2 separate regions of the Zea mays genome follow, and region 2 is linked to region 1. Evidence: chromatin contacts called from public Hi-C data. All regions are on one chromosome and are shown on one strand. Each heading gives the region's core, a stretch centred on a gene start, on an enhancer-like site or on the middle of the called end of the contact. The rest is flanking DNA. Distances are from core to core; before and after follow the strand shown. Region 1 holds the start of LOC100285519. Region 2 holds the start of LOC100281552.

Region 1 (3,125 bases), core at 521-3,020:
TATAAGAGAGAAAAAAAAACAAACAGCTTATATATAAAAAAACCGCACTTATGTGGCTCGTAAAAAAAAGAAGAAATCGTTGACACAAGTATGAAACGAAATACAACACTTCTCAAGGCAGTTTTTATTCAATCTGACACCCAGCGTTCGGCTCTAAAACGCATATATCTCAGGCAGGGGAAGTGCTGAAATCCTTTTGTCGGCTACAAATCTGTGCCAGCGAAAGCCAGAAACCTGGCGGCGGGCGCGCAACGAGAGCAGCCAGCCAGCGGCAGCGTGTTTCTTAGTCCGGCGTGGCCACACCCTGGTTAAGCTCGGCGAACCTCATGCCGACCCTCATGGAGTGCTTCAGGAACTTCTCCGCGCACCGGCGGACGCACGACTCCTCTTGCTTGTCCAGGTTCTTGCGCCGGAACGTGTCCACGCAGTCCGTGAAGCACCTCTCCACCAGCGAATTGTACATTCTCAGGCTGCGCACAGTGATACAAGCAGAGACGTGATCATTCAATAATTTCTCACGCTTTTTAAGCAACAAGATAACAACACTTGCATTTCTGGCTCCAGTATCTGTGCCTTGACCAAAAGTCAGCACTTTTTAGGTATCTAAAAAATGCTGTAAAACCAATCAATGAGCAGTTTTGGGTGCAGCAGTTGCGAATCACTGATAAAAAGGTTTTTGGTTTGGGACTAGAATCACCAACCAACAAATCCAATGTGTCAGAACTTCACATACATAATACACAAAGCACACATCCCTGACAAAACGGAACCGACAGAGAGAAGCCTTGGAACTATCAACTCCGACTCACATGGATACACGATACTTGTTTACAACCAGAGTCACTAAAAGGGCTAGCAAGCAATTGGAATTTTCGAGTCTATAAACTCTGGACACCAATTCACCTGACAGTATGGCAGCTTCTGAATCTAATGGAAGCAGTTGGCCTCCATAGGACTAACCTTCCCATTCCCACCCAAGGTTGTTCATTCGGATAATGCTGGGACAAACTAAAGTATCTATCTATCTATCACTGAGCAGCTTGCCATACACAGCCTCTACCTAAGAAACCAATGCTTACATTCCAATCGACAAAGGAAATAGGCAGAGCATATACTCATTCGCACGGTTTGGGACGTACAAGGTGCAAGCTGCTAAAATCGCATAGATCTAGTGGATACCTATCGAAACGCTTCTGTTGCAATGCATCGTACAAGTGTGCCAATCACTTGCGAATTTCAATACTTTTCACTGAAAACCTACGGTAGGTGAGCACCACGATCAACTCGCCAAGGCACTCCCCAGATGCCAATTCACGCTCCCTGCTCTTATTACACGCGTGTAACACAGGGGCGCGTTTCGTTTCAACTCAACCGAGACTAGACTAGACGGATGCGTTGGTATGGCACGAACCTGTCGCGGATCTGGAGCTGGTCGATCATGGCGGCCATCCGCATCTTGTCCTCCTCGGGGAGGCCGTCCAGGTCGCCGAGCATGCTCTTGTCCATGGCCGCCGCCGCCGCTACGGATCCAGCACCTAAACAGCCGCCACGGATCTTAGCAGATGTTACGAACAACCCCTCTGAAACTCGTCGAGAGCCGAGATCCACACCGGGAGAAGCAGGTAAGGAGAAGAATCAGTCAGATTTACCTGGCTAGCAACGACGATCCGAACCAGACAAGGGAGAGGGACAGGACTTGGCCGGCGGCGGCTTGCGAGGACAGAGGGGTGAGTCGGAGAGATGGTGACGAGAGCAGCGGTAGGGTTTAACGGCGGCAACCGCTCGGTGCAGGTGGGCCGTGTGGGTTAGATACTGGTGTTTGGCTCGAATAACTGGTTAGTGTCACACAAATATTTAAAAACTAAATATCAATATTAAATATAGTATAATTATAAAATTAATTATCTAAATAAAGAGTAAATATGGAGACATTTTTTAAGCTTAATCAATGATTAATTAATCATCATATAGGTGAATCGTGAAGTAGTTATATTTAATAAATTTGTATCCGTGTATTAATTTTGTAATTAAATTATATTTAATATTTCTAACTAGCATATAATTATTCGATGTGATCGAGACTAAAATTTAGCAATGAGACCCAAACAAATATATGTTGTGTTTTGTAATATATTTGTTTTACGCGTGATATCAAATATATATATATATATATATATATATATATATATATATATATATATATATATATATATATATATATATATATATATATATATATATATATATATATATATATATACACGATGGTAGAGTGGGTGTCCACCTTTTGGTGAAGCACGCGCCACGCCCCGTCCCGCCCGACATCATCAGTGTCTCCCGCAATCCCCGCTCTCTACCGCAATCCCCGCCCAGCCATCACACTGACGCGTCGTCGATGTCTATCCTCCTCGCCTTGCGTCCGCCACCTCCTCCTCGTGCGCCCGCGCCGTCAATGGAAGGTCCGCCACCTCACCTCCTCCCATCCCAAACCCGCGCGGATCTCGCAGGCTGTTGCTGCTGAACAACCTTCAATCGACATGGACGCCACCACAGAGGTCGAGTTGTGGGAGAACGAGTTCTAGAGCACACGCCGCACCGAGCTCGTTTGCACCATGGCCCGCTGACCAGCACCTCGCCGCCATGGAGGTGCACAAGTGGTGGTACATCTGTGACATCCTGGCCCGTCCCCTCCCTCCTCCCTCGCGTTGCGCTGCTACCTCGGAGGCGTGAAGCCCCCAAACTCTTTGCTGACCAACCTTGAATCTCGAGGACGAGATTTTTTTAAGGAGGATAGGTTTGTAACGCCCTGAATTTGGGGGTAGAAATTTTCTTTTTCGATACTGAAAGTCGCCTAAAGGGGGGTGAATAGGCGAAATCTGAAAATTATAAACTTAATCACATACTACAAATCAGGGTTAGCGTTAGAAATGAATTCGAGTCCGAAAGAGAGGGGAAAACAAATCAACCAAGAAATAAAGCAGATGAACACGATGATTTATTTTACCGAGGTTCGGTTCTATTGAACCTAGTCCCCGTTGAGGTGGTCACAAAGACTGGGTCTCTTTCAACCATTTCCCTCTCTCAAATGGTCACTTAGACCGAGTGAGCTTTCTCCTTAATCAAAC
Region 2 (3,077 bases), core at 379-2,878, 190 kb after region 1:
TATATAATCTGGATTATTTTTGGAGGATTATATAATCTGGATTATATAATCTGAGTAGTCATGTTTGTTTACCCAGATTATTTGAGTTGTTAATAGGATTCTTTTGTATGAGGAAGACAAGAATGTCCTCTATATTTGTACTAGGTTGAAACTCATATATGAAAAAAATAATTCAATTGACATTGGCAAATATTGCATTATCAATATTATCACGGAAGACATTCATGTCACCTTCTTCATCTCCAAATTGACTAGTACTAGGCGCAAAAACGATTCGGTGGATTATAATGGCAATGGTGGGTAATTTCTAAGAAACTTGAAAGGGTAGTGGGGAAGTGGGAAAAAAATAATCTGAAATAAGCACCTCCTCACTTGCTTATGGATTATCATAATCCAAGGGGTTAGATTATATAATCTGGGCAAATAAGCTGGACTGTTTGTTTGCCTCTTAGGATTATTTAATCCAGATTATATAATCTGGGGGGTAAACAAACAGGCCCTAACGAAAGCTACTGTTTCTTTTTTTTTCCCTTTTTGTGGACCAGCAGCTTACCATTGAGGGACCTTCAGTTTGTTCATTTTCTTTTCCGGCTCAAAACAAACGGAACACAGTTCGTCGTTGCTTCCAAAATAAAAAGGTGGTTTAATAATTATTTTTGATTGGTTTGCGCCTTGACACTCCTATAGCAAACAACAATAGCGTCCATGACAGAGACGGGTGACGGGAAGAACAACTATGAGCGTGATCATATATCAAAGAAGAAGAAAAAGATCCAGAGCTCAGAATACATATGCGAGCAGATCCTTCCATTGTTCAAGAATCAAGAACACGCCCCCTTCTGGAATGAACGTTTGAGATGAAAGAAAGGAAAACAGCAAACCGCGACACAGACGAGAAAAGGAAGGCGAACCATGACTATGACAGTATCAATAAGGGTGAGGGAGAATTAGACCTCAGAAACTCCAATGTTTTTTCCCCCCATTGCTAATTAACACTGGTTTCAAGCAGTCCACACCATCTTAGAAGTCACCACCGCATGCTCTATTCGCGCAGGCTTGTCCGGTGCGCAAAAAGAAACAACCAAGTGGTGGCGCGCGCAAGTCAAAAACTGGCATGATGCGCGTATACAAGAAAACGCTGAATTTTGGTTCCATTCAAGGTCTAGCTAGAACTCGCGATGATTATGGTAATAGTTGCTCCCAGTCCGGACAGCCGTAGAGAGGGTCAGGTGAATTTGTCAGCAGAAGCGTTGCCAACAACGGAAAATGTAGCGTGTACCCGACGAGCCTTTGCGCTGTAGAGCATGTCAAAACGAGATCCGTGGACGGGGCGAGCAATTCCAGTCGTCTTCCTCGGCCCTCGTCGCGGCTTTGCCCTCCCCTTCCTGTCCCTCCCTGGCGAGCCTCCAAATCCTCCTGCCCCCAACCGATCCCAGAGTTCGCGGTCCCCCCCCATCCATCCCACTCCCACCATCATCACCCATCCGCCATCGCCCGGCCCCGCCTCTCTCTCTCTCCTCCGTCCCCCTCGTCGTCCTCTGCTTTTTATTACTCTTCTCCACTCATTAGCTTTTGGTTGTTGTTGGTTGGTTCCCTTCTTGCGAGTTGCGAGAACCCACCCCACCCCCAAGGCGACGACACACACACAGAGAGAGGCAAGGGACGGAGAGGGCGAGGACGCCAGCCGCAGTGGGCGCGCCACAAGCGGAGCGGGGGGCGCACGCACGCACGCGACTCTCCCGAGATCCAAGACCCGCGAGATCCGCTTGCCCTCGTCGCCAGCCAGAGCCCGGAGCGGATACGTGTCCATGGCGGCCGGAGAGGAGCAAGAAGAGTTCTTTGACTCCAGGGAGGTGCTGTCGCCGGCGTCCGTCTCGTCGTCGCCGTCGAGTTCCGGTCGCCACGACGACGGCGGGTGGCTCTTCGCCCAGCAGCTGCTCGAGGTCTGGGTCCGGGACCCGGGCAGCGTCCACGAGCGCCGCCAGAGGTTCGTCAAGTCCCTGGGCCTCATGGATCCGAGCCCCCACGGCGCGCGGCCCGGCGAGGAGACGTGCTCGAGGCCTGAGGCCAGAGAAGAAATCCTACCGGCAAGCCCCAGCACCGAGCTGTTCTCGGCCGTCCCTACCTTTGCGAGCATGGGAGGGGAGCCGACAGCCTCCGGCGGCGACGGCGCTGGCACGGAAGAGGAGCCGGAGTGCGTGTTCAAGAACCTGGACGATGGCACAGTGTTCGTGGTCGACGAGATGGGAAAGGACGGGAGCTTCCGGAGCCTCAGGGAGAGGCTCTCCAACCGGACAGTAACAGCTGCAGAATTCGAGCAGGCCTTTGGCTCATCACCTTTCATCCGTGAGCTGATGAGGAGGGTGGACGATTCCGACGAACCCTCCACCCCGGAGAAGACTGTGCTGAGGAGAAGGAGGCGGCGGCGGATTGGGTGGCTACGAAGGCTGGGCATCGGTGTCTGTGTTGTCGACGCCGACGCAGAGGAGGAAGACGATGAGGTCAATTCGACATCATCCACTTCTTCCCGGGGTTGCTCTAGGAAGGTTGATAGGGTCAAGGTGAGACCTTACAAGAAGCGGTCAAAGGAATTATCTGCAGTGTACAAGGGCCAAGTCATCAAGGCACATGAAGGTGCTATTGTGACCATGAAGTTCAGCTCCGATGGCCAGTTGCTGGCTACTGGAGGTGAGGATGGGGTTGTCCGCGTTTGGCGGGTGGTGGAAGGCAAGAGGCCTGATGACCGTCATTTTGTTGACGATGATCCTTCATGTGTGTTCTTCACTGTCAATGAAAATTCTGAATTGGCTCCCATCAATTCCTGCGAAGGGGGTAAGGGCAAGCACAATAACAGCTCAAAGGTGGCTACTGATCCAGCTTGTGTTGTGATTCCTCACCAGACCTTTGCGCTATCCGAGGACCCTGTGCATGAATTCCGTGGGCACCATGATGCCATCTTGGATCTTTCATGGTCAAAAAATAGGGTCAGTTGAAGTTAAACTGTGTGTGCCTATGTACCTGTTGCCTGCGCCTGTTTTGGTCATCTAACTTCTACTCGCTTTTATTTATGCAGGAAT

What was found. A called contact is a pair of places that touch in the nucleus more often than the background predicts.
Region 2: a Hi-C map of leaf shows a contact between it and region 1, with 5 times the contacts expected there. The contact joins the promoter of LOC100281552 here to the promoter of LOC100285519 in region 1. A contact is called at or near these places in 2 of 25 Hi-C or Micro-C datasets (endosperm and leaf).

The regions. Positions count from the first base shown.
Region 1 is chr1:3,283,863-3,286,987 of Zm-B73-REFERENCE-NAM-5.0, forward strand. It overlaps LOC100285519, which reads right to left and starts at 1,771. Exons shown (of 3, transcript NM_001147695.1): 1 at 1,650-1,771; 2 at 1,412-1,535; 3 at 112-470. The coding sequence starts at 1,506. The coding sequence ends at 284.
Region 2 is chr1:3,472,474-3,475,550 of Zm-B73-REFERENCE-NAM-5.0, forward strand. It overlaps LOC100281552, which reads left to right and starts at 1,629. Exons shown (of 7, transcript NM_001154471.1): 1 at 1,629-2,984; 2 at 3,074-3,077. The coding sequence starts at 1,809.